Regions from separate parts of the Sus scrofa genome. Here region 1 is linked to region 2. Evidence: chromatin contacts called from public HiChIP or PLAC-seq data. All regions are on one chromosome and are shown on one strand. The core of a region is the stretch at or near the end of the contact, and the rest is flanking DNA. Distances in the headings are between cores, read along the strand shown. Region 1 overlaps TACC1 (transforming acidic coiled-coil-containing protein 1). Region 2 holds the start of HTRA4 (serine protease HTRA4).

What was found. HiChIP or PLAC-seq counts read pairs in DNA pulled down with a chosen protein or histone mark.
Region 1: an H3K27ac HiChIP or PLAC-seq map of alveolar macrophages shows a contact between it and region 2. The contact joins the enhancer-like site here to the promoter of HTRA4 in region 2. A contact is called at or near these places in 5 of 47 Hi-C or Micro-C datasets (embryonic fibroblasts, epiblast stem cells, fibroblasts and 1 more) and 2 of 2 datasets of contacts at active chromatin or transcription factors (alveolar macrophages and skeletal muscle).

What each region holds. Positions count from the first base shown.
Region 1 is chr15:47,818,139-47,822,408 of Sscrofa11.1, reverse strand. All of the region lies in intron 1 of TACC1 (transforming acidic coiled-coil-containing protein 1), which reads left to right. Among named protein-coding and RNA genes, the nearest start is that of TACC1, 41 kb to the left of the region's middle. Within about 2 kb of position 1,423, at least 33 of the 83 cell types and tissues checked have an H3K27ac peak or open chromatin away from gene starts, as enhancers often do. A contact at or near this core is called in alveolar macrophages, embryonic fibroblasts and skeletal muscle, where this site is marked.
Region 2 is chr15:47,624,347-47,628,181 of Sscrofa11.1, reverse strand. HTRA4 (serine protease HTRA4) reads left to right here and starts at 2,293. Exons shown (of 10, transcript XM_021075121.1): 1 at 2,293-2,580; 2 at 2,583-2,894; 3 at 3,322-3,421. The coding sequence starts at 2,415. PLEKHA2 (pleckstrin homology domain-containing family A member 2) reads left to right here. Exons shown (of 13, transcript XM_021075122.1): 13 at 1-2,075.

The DNA.
Region 1 (4,270 bases), core at 174-2,673, 200 kb before region 2:
GGGTTTTTTGGCTTCTTTGTTTGTTAGCTGCGCCTGGAACATGAGGAAGTTTCCAGCCAGGGATTGAACTCGCACCATGGTGGTGACAACATCGGATCCTTAACCCTCGAAGGCGCCAGAGAACCTCAGCAGAGAGGGTTTTGATGCTGTGTCTTATCCACCAGAGCCTCTCTCCCAGGAGCAGCAGCTTCCTTGCTTTAGGGTCCCTGGAGGGGAGCGTGGCCCGGGGCTCACATCTCTCTCCGGCATCAGTACCAGCCCCATCCCCTCCTGCCCCCCCTTCTCTCCCCCCACACACCTTCCCTCACACTGGAAAACCCTCTATGGAAGCTGAATCTTGCTGCTTCCTTTTTTGGTCACACTGGAGTGTTCCTCCACTTCACGTGGAGGAGGCTTGGGCTGTGGGAAACAACCATCTCCTCACTTGGTGCCGCCTGGAATGTGTCAGTTTTGTACGTTCAAGTTCAGAGAGAATAAGCAGTCCCCTCAGCCTGCGGCGCCACCGCCCAGCCACTCCGCAGATGTTCTCGAACAGGTGAATTTAAGTCAAATGTGGATGCTGAGATAAAACCATTCTGAATTCCTTATTTGAGGGGGGAAAATAAAAAGATCAACATCTCAGAGTTGCCATTGTGGCTCAACGGGTTAAAAACCCAACTAGTATCCAAGAGGATATGGGTTTGATCCCTGGCCTCACTCAGTGGGTTAAGGCTCCGGTGTTGCTGCAAGCTTCGGTGTAGGTCTGCAGACATGGCTCAGATCTGGTGTTGCTGTGGCTGTGGCATAGGCTAACAGCTGCAGCTCCATATGCTGCCCATTCAGCCATAAAAAGAAGGAAAAAAAAAAAGTATCAACATCTCAAGGGAGAAAGGATAGAAAGATTCCTGCACAAGGACACTTTACTATGTCTGAATTGGGATTTCTGTGCACTTGGCCCTGAATGGTGTTAGAGCCAGTTCTGGGCACATCTGAGGCTGGTTCTCCCCAACAGATGTAGCAGGAGTCCTGGAATGAGGCTGAAGAATGTTGCCACGCAATCTTGGTGTATCCATCCTGGCACCCGCCGGCCTGGAAAACATGTCTGCCAGCTGTCCCTGGTGGAGGCTTCCAGACTGTCCTAAATAAAAGGATTATTGAACCAAGGGGCCAATAACTAATGGAAATGCCCATCGTGGTGGCTGATCTCAGTGCAGAGTCGTATTTCTGCATGTCCTGTCCCCTGATATGGCTGAAATGGGTGCAGCTTGTTCCCAGGAATGCCTGCTGGTCGTTCCTCCTACAGGTGGCCCACACGGGCCATGGTCAGCCTGCCTTCCCTCCCCTTGGCATCCAGCCAGAGTGTTGCTACAGGAAGTGGGAGTCATAGAGATGGAAGAGCTGAGAGAGGTTGTCAGGAGACATAAATCATGGACGGGCTTGGGTCCTGTGTCCTTGGCTGAGCCGAGCTGTGGGGTGTAGAGGGCTGGGAGGGGGAGTGGAGGGAGTGTTGAGTCAGGCCTGACTCACTTCCCACCCCCGCATCTGGAGAGCTGGGGGATGCAAACCACAGGCGCTGGGAGTGGCGAGGGGGAGGGAATCAAAGAAAACACCAGTTGTGGCTCAAAGGAGGGGGTGATGTTGGTCAGACAAGAACAGGCAGTCCCTCGTGCAGCGGTAATTCGGCTGTTGTGAGTTAGGTGAGTTTTGTGGTAATGCAGAACTTTTGGGACGAAAGTTGGAGATGGTAAATGATATTCAGTCCATAAATGCCATTTGGAGGAGGAAATATTGAACTTGCTATCGATCCAAAAGCTTTTTGTCTCCTGTTTAGAGGTTAGAGCCTGCTTTGCAACTGAAATCCTAGTGATGTAAAGACACTTTACTGCCCATCACTCAGGGGCATCACCTGCCTACCTCCCTGACCCCACCTCCCACACCTCCCTCCTCCCTCCCTAGGCCCAGAGTTTCTGCGTCAATATGTCTGGATGGGGCTTGGGAATTTGTATTTTTTCTTTTTTTTGACCACCCCATAGCATTTGGAGTTTCTGGGGCAGGGATCAGATCTGAGCTGCAGTTTTGACCTACACTGCAGCTTCAGCAACGTGGGATCCTTTAACCTTCTGTGCTGAAGCTTCTGTGCCCACCGGGGATTGAACCTGAGTCCTGGCTCTGCAAAGACCCCACCGATCCCATTGCACCACAGTGGGAACTCTAGGAATTTGCATTCTTAACCCTCGGGTGTTGCTGCTGCTACTGCTGGACCAGGGACTGTTTTCAGGCCAAAGAATTAAACACTCCATTAAACATTCTATTTACCAAAAAAGAAGGAAAGAAGGAAAGAAAGGAAGAAAGAGAGGGCAGCATGGAAGCAGGTCAGCCAGTGTTTCAGTAAATACATTACAAGATGTTCTGACTCCATTAATAATCAGATGTGTTCAAATAAAACCAGCAATGGTTTTATTGCCACCTATTTGTCAAAGTGTTAGAAGATCAATTCCCTTAGTGAGTTTTTTTTTTTTTTTTTTTTTTGGCGGTGTTTGTGGAATGCTGAAGTTCAGCAGTAGCCAGAGCCACAGGAGTGTCAACGCTGGATCCTTAACCTGCCTGGCCACCAGGGAACTCCCTGGCCTCACTGAGTGTTGAAGAAGATTTAGGGAAGAGGCTGTATCATATATTGCCGTCTAAAACTATAGTAGTACAGCCTTTCTGGAGGGCAGCTTGCCTGCGTCTCCAGATTTAACATGTGTTCGAAAGTTTTAACTCCTCTTGGAGTCATCATTTCTTAATGATCCTGTATCTGTTCAAAGACCCATGTGTAGGGTTATTCCTCGTGATTTCATTTATAATGAGGAGCAGTGAACCCCCTTAATATCCCTCCACATAGGGAGCTAATTATGTAAATTAAGTAGATACACAAAGGCTTGTTACATGGCTGAGAAGAGATCAGAACACTGGCTCTGCAGGGGTTGGTAAGGGTCTTGGCTGCTGCCTGGTTCCCACTTCCTCACCTGGAGAGCAGAGCTTAAGGTGAAAACAGGAGATGTTGAGAATAAATAAGCCCTTACCTTTAGCAGAGGATAAAATGTATATTTAAATCTCATTTATTTAAATGATCTAGGGAGGTCCCTGGTGGTCTAGTGGTTAGGATTCAGCACTTTCTCTGCTGCTGTCTAGGTTCAATCCCTGGTCTAGGAACTGAGATATCACATCAAGAATGTCATGGCCAGAAAAAAAAAAAAAAAAAGATGAATCCTAAAATAAATTATAATCAGTTTAAAAAATAAAAATGTGTAGAATGATTGAATGAAAGGATAAGCATAGGTATTATTTTGCCTTAAACAATAAATCTATTTCAGGGATTTCCCATTGTGGGTTTTGAACCCAACTAGTATTCATGAAGATGTAGGTTTGATTCCTGGCCTCAATCAGTGGTTGCTGTGAGCTGTGGTGTAGGTCACAGATGCGGCTTGGATTTGGCATTGCTGTGGCTGTGGTGTAGGCTGGCAGCTTCAGCTCTGATTTGACCCTTAGCCTGGGAACTTCCATGTGCTGCAGGTGCAGCCATAAAAAGAAAAAAAAACAAAACGAAACAAACGATTTCAAATACTTTTAATACAAAGCATAATGTTATAGGTATACCAAAGAATCCTTTTCTTTATTAAATAGTCTACGTTACTTTTTTTTTTTTTTTTTTTTTTTGCTTTTAGGGCCAAACCTGTGGCATATGGAGGTTCCCCAGCTAGTGTTGGAATCGGAGCTGCAACTGTCAGCCTATGCCACAGCCACAGCAATGCCAGATCTGAGCCGAATCTTTGACCTACACTACAGCTCGCAGCAACGCTGGATCCTTAACCCACTGAGCAAGGCCAGGTTTCGAATCCGAATCCTCAAGGATCCTAGTCGGGTTCCTTTCTGCTGAGCCACGATGGGAACTCTGTTCCTGTTACTTTTTTAAATGAGGTGAACTGGGGAGAGGGAATGTTGTGTCTCTGTTACACTTACCAAGTGTGCATATTGTCAAGGAGAAAGACATTTCCCTCTGCTCTTCTAGGTTCTGCTGGAGGTTTCAGAATTGAATGGACATGAGACAAATTAACAGGAGAAAGTCAAACAAAAGTTTAATAATATATCTACAAGGGAGAAAACTAAGTAACTCACTGAAGTGGCAGAAACTTTCACCTTAAATACCATCTTCAGCTTAAGACAAAGAGGGTGTTGGGAGTAGTGCTTTGGGGTCCAACCCACACCGCTGCAGTGACCCCAGCCACAGCAGTGACAACAGTGGATCCTT
Region 2 (3,835 bases), core at 1,044-3,543:
GAAGTCTGTGTCAGGTTGAAAACTTTTCTTGACTGCACTGCTTTGGAGACAAGCTTCACTTAAATTGTGTTTGGCCTAGTGGTTCTGTATACACACTGATATGAAAAAGGAAATCTAGGAGTTCCTGTTGTGGCTCAGTGGGTTAAGAACCCGACAGTGTCCCTGAGGATATGAGTTTGATCCCTGGCCTCGCTCAGTGGGTTAAGGATCCAGGTTGCAGACTCGGCTGGGATCTGGTGTTGCTGTGGCTGAGGCGTAGGCTGGCAGCTGCAGCTCTGATTTGACCCCCAGCCTGGGAACTTCCATATGATGTAGGTGCAGCTGTAAAAAAAATAATAATAATAAAGAATATCTACCCTGGATTGAGCTATCTCTTTTTCTCTTTTCTGTGACCTCTTGTATACTTTTGTCCTCAGAAATCCTTGGTTTGGGGATTATTTATTTATGAGTCATCATGGTGACAGCATACTTCAAGTAGACTGATTTTTAAGAAGCCATTCCTGATTCTTAAAGCTGGTTTCTCTGGTTTCATCTTCAAATTTTTCTCAAGAACATTCTTTAGCAGGGTCAAAGAAAGTGCACCATCAGCAATGTGGAACTTACAAAAATAGATTAGAACTTGTGAAATCTCTATAAACATTCCCTAACTCATGGAATGATGTCATCTCTTGGTGGTATGAAAATCTACCCATTTCTCTCTCTTTTAAATAAACTCTCTGCTAATTAATTGCCATTATAGTAAGATGATCTGTTTCTTATTCAGTAAGGCCTATTTTGAGAATGTAGTAAATTAAATGTACTTATAAATCCAAATTGTATTAGATCAAAGGAAAACAAGGACTCCAGTTGGCAAATACTTGGAAATTTCAAGTTAATACATTGTTTATGTTATTCCAACACCAGATAAATATAATTCCTTTTGCTGAAGCCTAAAGGCATTCTTATTCCCAAATCTTATTTCGGAATTCCTTTTGTGTCCATATTTCTTACCTTCTGGTTAATTTCACCTTACCACTTTTTAATGTCACTACACATGTGAGTCAAAGATGGTGCATGCAGAACCAAGGCATTTGGTTTTAAATGTGTAAAATGGAACCAAATGGAAAAAAACAGGACGGAGATGCAGTATCTGCTAGTAGTTAAGTGCCTGGGCTCTGGAATAAATATGTTTTAAAAAGCGGGGGGAAGGAGGAATCAAAAAAAGGTACTGCTTTTTTTATGTATGGAATAAAAATATTCTCTAAATTGGGCTGGGTTTTTTTTTTTTAGGAGTAGACTTTTAAAGGCAACTGTGGCTGTGGTCATTTTATTTTACTATTTTTTTGGCCACACCTACAGCATTCAGAAGTTCCCTGACCAGGGACCAGACTGGAGCCACAGCAGTGACAACAATGCCAAATCTTTAACTGTTAGTCCACGAGGCAACTGTGAGTTTTGCTATTTTCATAAGACTTTTAATTCAGTCTTGACCCACTGTGTGTAGTAGAATTTCAGGTGTCTCCCCATAGCTGAACTGTATTGTCCACTGTTCTTGAAAGTTAAGAATTTGCTTGCTCAAGATCAGCTGATGGCTGGTGAACACAGTTTGGCCTTTGGCATTTTGTGAGATGACTTAATTGTACTATGGTGTTTGAGGAATAGAGACCTCAGGTGAAAATACTTCTGTTTCTGTTTTGAATGGTGAGCTCCCATGAGAAAGAGTCCAACATTTTTTTCTCCCAATGTCACTTTTTTCCCCCTTATTCTCTTTTTTCTCTGTCTCTGTCATTGCCTGCGGTAGTGAATTTCAGTCACTCATGCTGAGTAGAGTTTGAATAAAGTGAATATTTGGCCCCAAAACATACTGTTGGACGCCCCCACCCACCCCGCCTTGCTTGTAAGGTGTGGCATGATTTTGTGTTTTGAACCAGTATGTTTCAGCTGTGAAATGCACTCACTGTAGACACTGAGCTGAGTGCATGGAAACTGTTATGCTTTTCATTTTATGTGATCTCCTAATTGGTATGTAGCAAAAAATAATTTTCTAAAACTGTTTTGTTGCTTGTTTTGTAATAAAACCATGTGAAATACTGCAATACGGCAACGTGTGTTTTCCTAAGGCTGACCTTCTGTCCGTGGGTGGGTGATCTGGCTTGTCAGTGTGCCCCTGGCCTTGGTTTTAGGGATTTCACGACGTGGCTGTCTGCTTGGGGAAGGGCCAGGATGTCTCTTCATCTCCTGGGGTGGGACGGCTGGGGGAGGATTGGGGGAGGGGGTGCGTGGAGAAGACTGCCAGACTCTGCCCCTTAAAGTTGGGGACTGGCAGAAGCGGCACAGCAGTCCGGAGAAAGTGTGGCTCATCTTAGAGCAGCTGCGGGTCCAGAGGAAAATCATAAGAAAGTGGGGAGGAGCGGGGTCAGGAGGAAGGAAGCAGAATGTCCAGAACTCTGCTGCGGCCCGCCGGGCTCAGACAGCTCCTACTGCTGTGGCTGCTGCTGCCCCACGCACCTGGGGCCGGGGTCGAGGCCAGGACCGTCCGGCCCGCGCCGCCCTGCCCCGCGGTCTGCGAGCCAATGCGCTGCCCCCCGCTGCCCTCCTGCTCCGCGGGACGGCGCCAGTGCTTGACCGCTGCGGCTGCTGCCGCGTCTGCGCCGCGGCCGAGGGCGAGGCTTGCGGCGCCGCGCTCCGCCGGCCGTGCGCCCCGGGGCTGCAGTGCCTCGCGCCGCCCTCACCGCGGCTCCTTGGCAGCAGCGGGCTCGGTACCTGCCGCTGCCCGGCGGCGGGGGCCGCGGTGTGCGGCAGCGACGGGCGCACGTACCCCAACCTGTGCGCGCTCCGCGCCAGGAACCACGCTGCACGTCTCCGCGGCGGGCTCCCGGCGGTGCACGTGCATGAGGTGGACTGTGGGGACCCAGGTGAGCGGTCGACGCGCGCTCTCGGCGCCCTCTTGGCACTTTCTTAGGGAGCCTGTTCCAATCGCGTGGCCCAGCGCGGGCTCTTTCCTGCCGCATTGCCACAGGGATTCACCACCTCCTAGCTCCCAATTTTCTTCCTGCCTTACTTGTCTCGTTACCGGTTCCCAGGTAGTTGCTCCCCGATTTCCTCCCTATAGGTGTTGCCTGTCGCCTTCCCTTTAAAATTACTTTCCAATCGGAATGACAGGTCTGGTTCCCTCAAGGCGCTGTCTCACGGGAACGCAGTGAAAATACAGAGGGAGACCGAAGAGAGGAAGGGGAGGGAAAGGGGAGGGAGAAGAGAGGCAGAGAAGTTTGAGAGATGACCCCTGATGCAGTCAGGCAGCGAGGGTGTCCCCCGCCCCAAGAACGGAGCGTCTCTTCACAGGGACCAGAAGCGCGGGCTGGCTCAGGAGCAAGTACAACTTCATCGCAGAGGTGGTGGAGAAGGTGGCGCCGTCGGTGGTCCACTTACAGCTGTTCAGCAGGTAAAGGAGGCCAAGGGAGACGTCAACTCCTTGGGTTGTTTCCCAGCGTCTTCCTGCTCCAGGCCCGACTCTACCGCTCTTCCAGCACTGTTTAGTCCTAAAAACCCCGCTGTGAGGAAATCCAGCGGCTCCAAGAGGTTGAATTGCCCGTTAGTTGTTAGTCGTTTAGCCAAAGGGCGGAGGCACAGAGATTCTGACTTTCAAATCGAGGCAACCCCTCTCCTTCAAATTCAAGGTCAGATATTAGTGATAGAGGGCCTCTTGATGGTACTCTTGCTCGGCCTCTTCTTTTTCGTGGAGGGAATCCCAGAACCAGCGAGCAAGAGGAATTTGTCCTATGTCACAAGGCGGATTAGGAGAGGAACCCACGCTGGAACCAGACTTCTTTAACTCCCTCCCTGCCTGGGTGCTGGA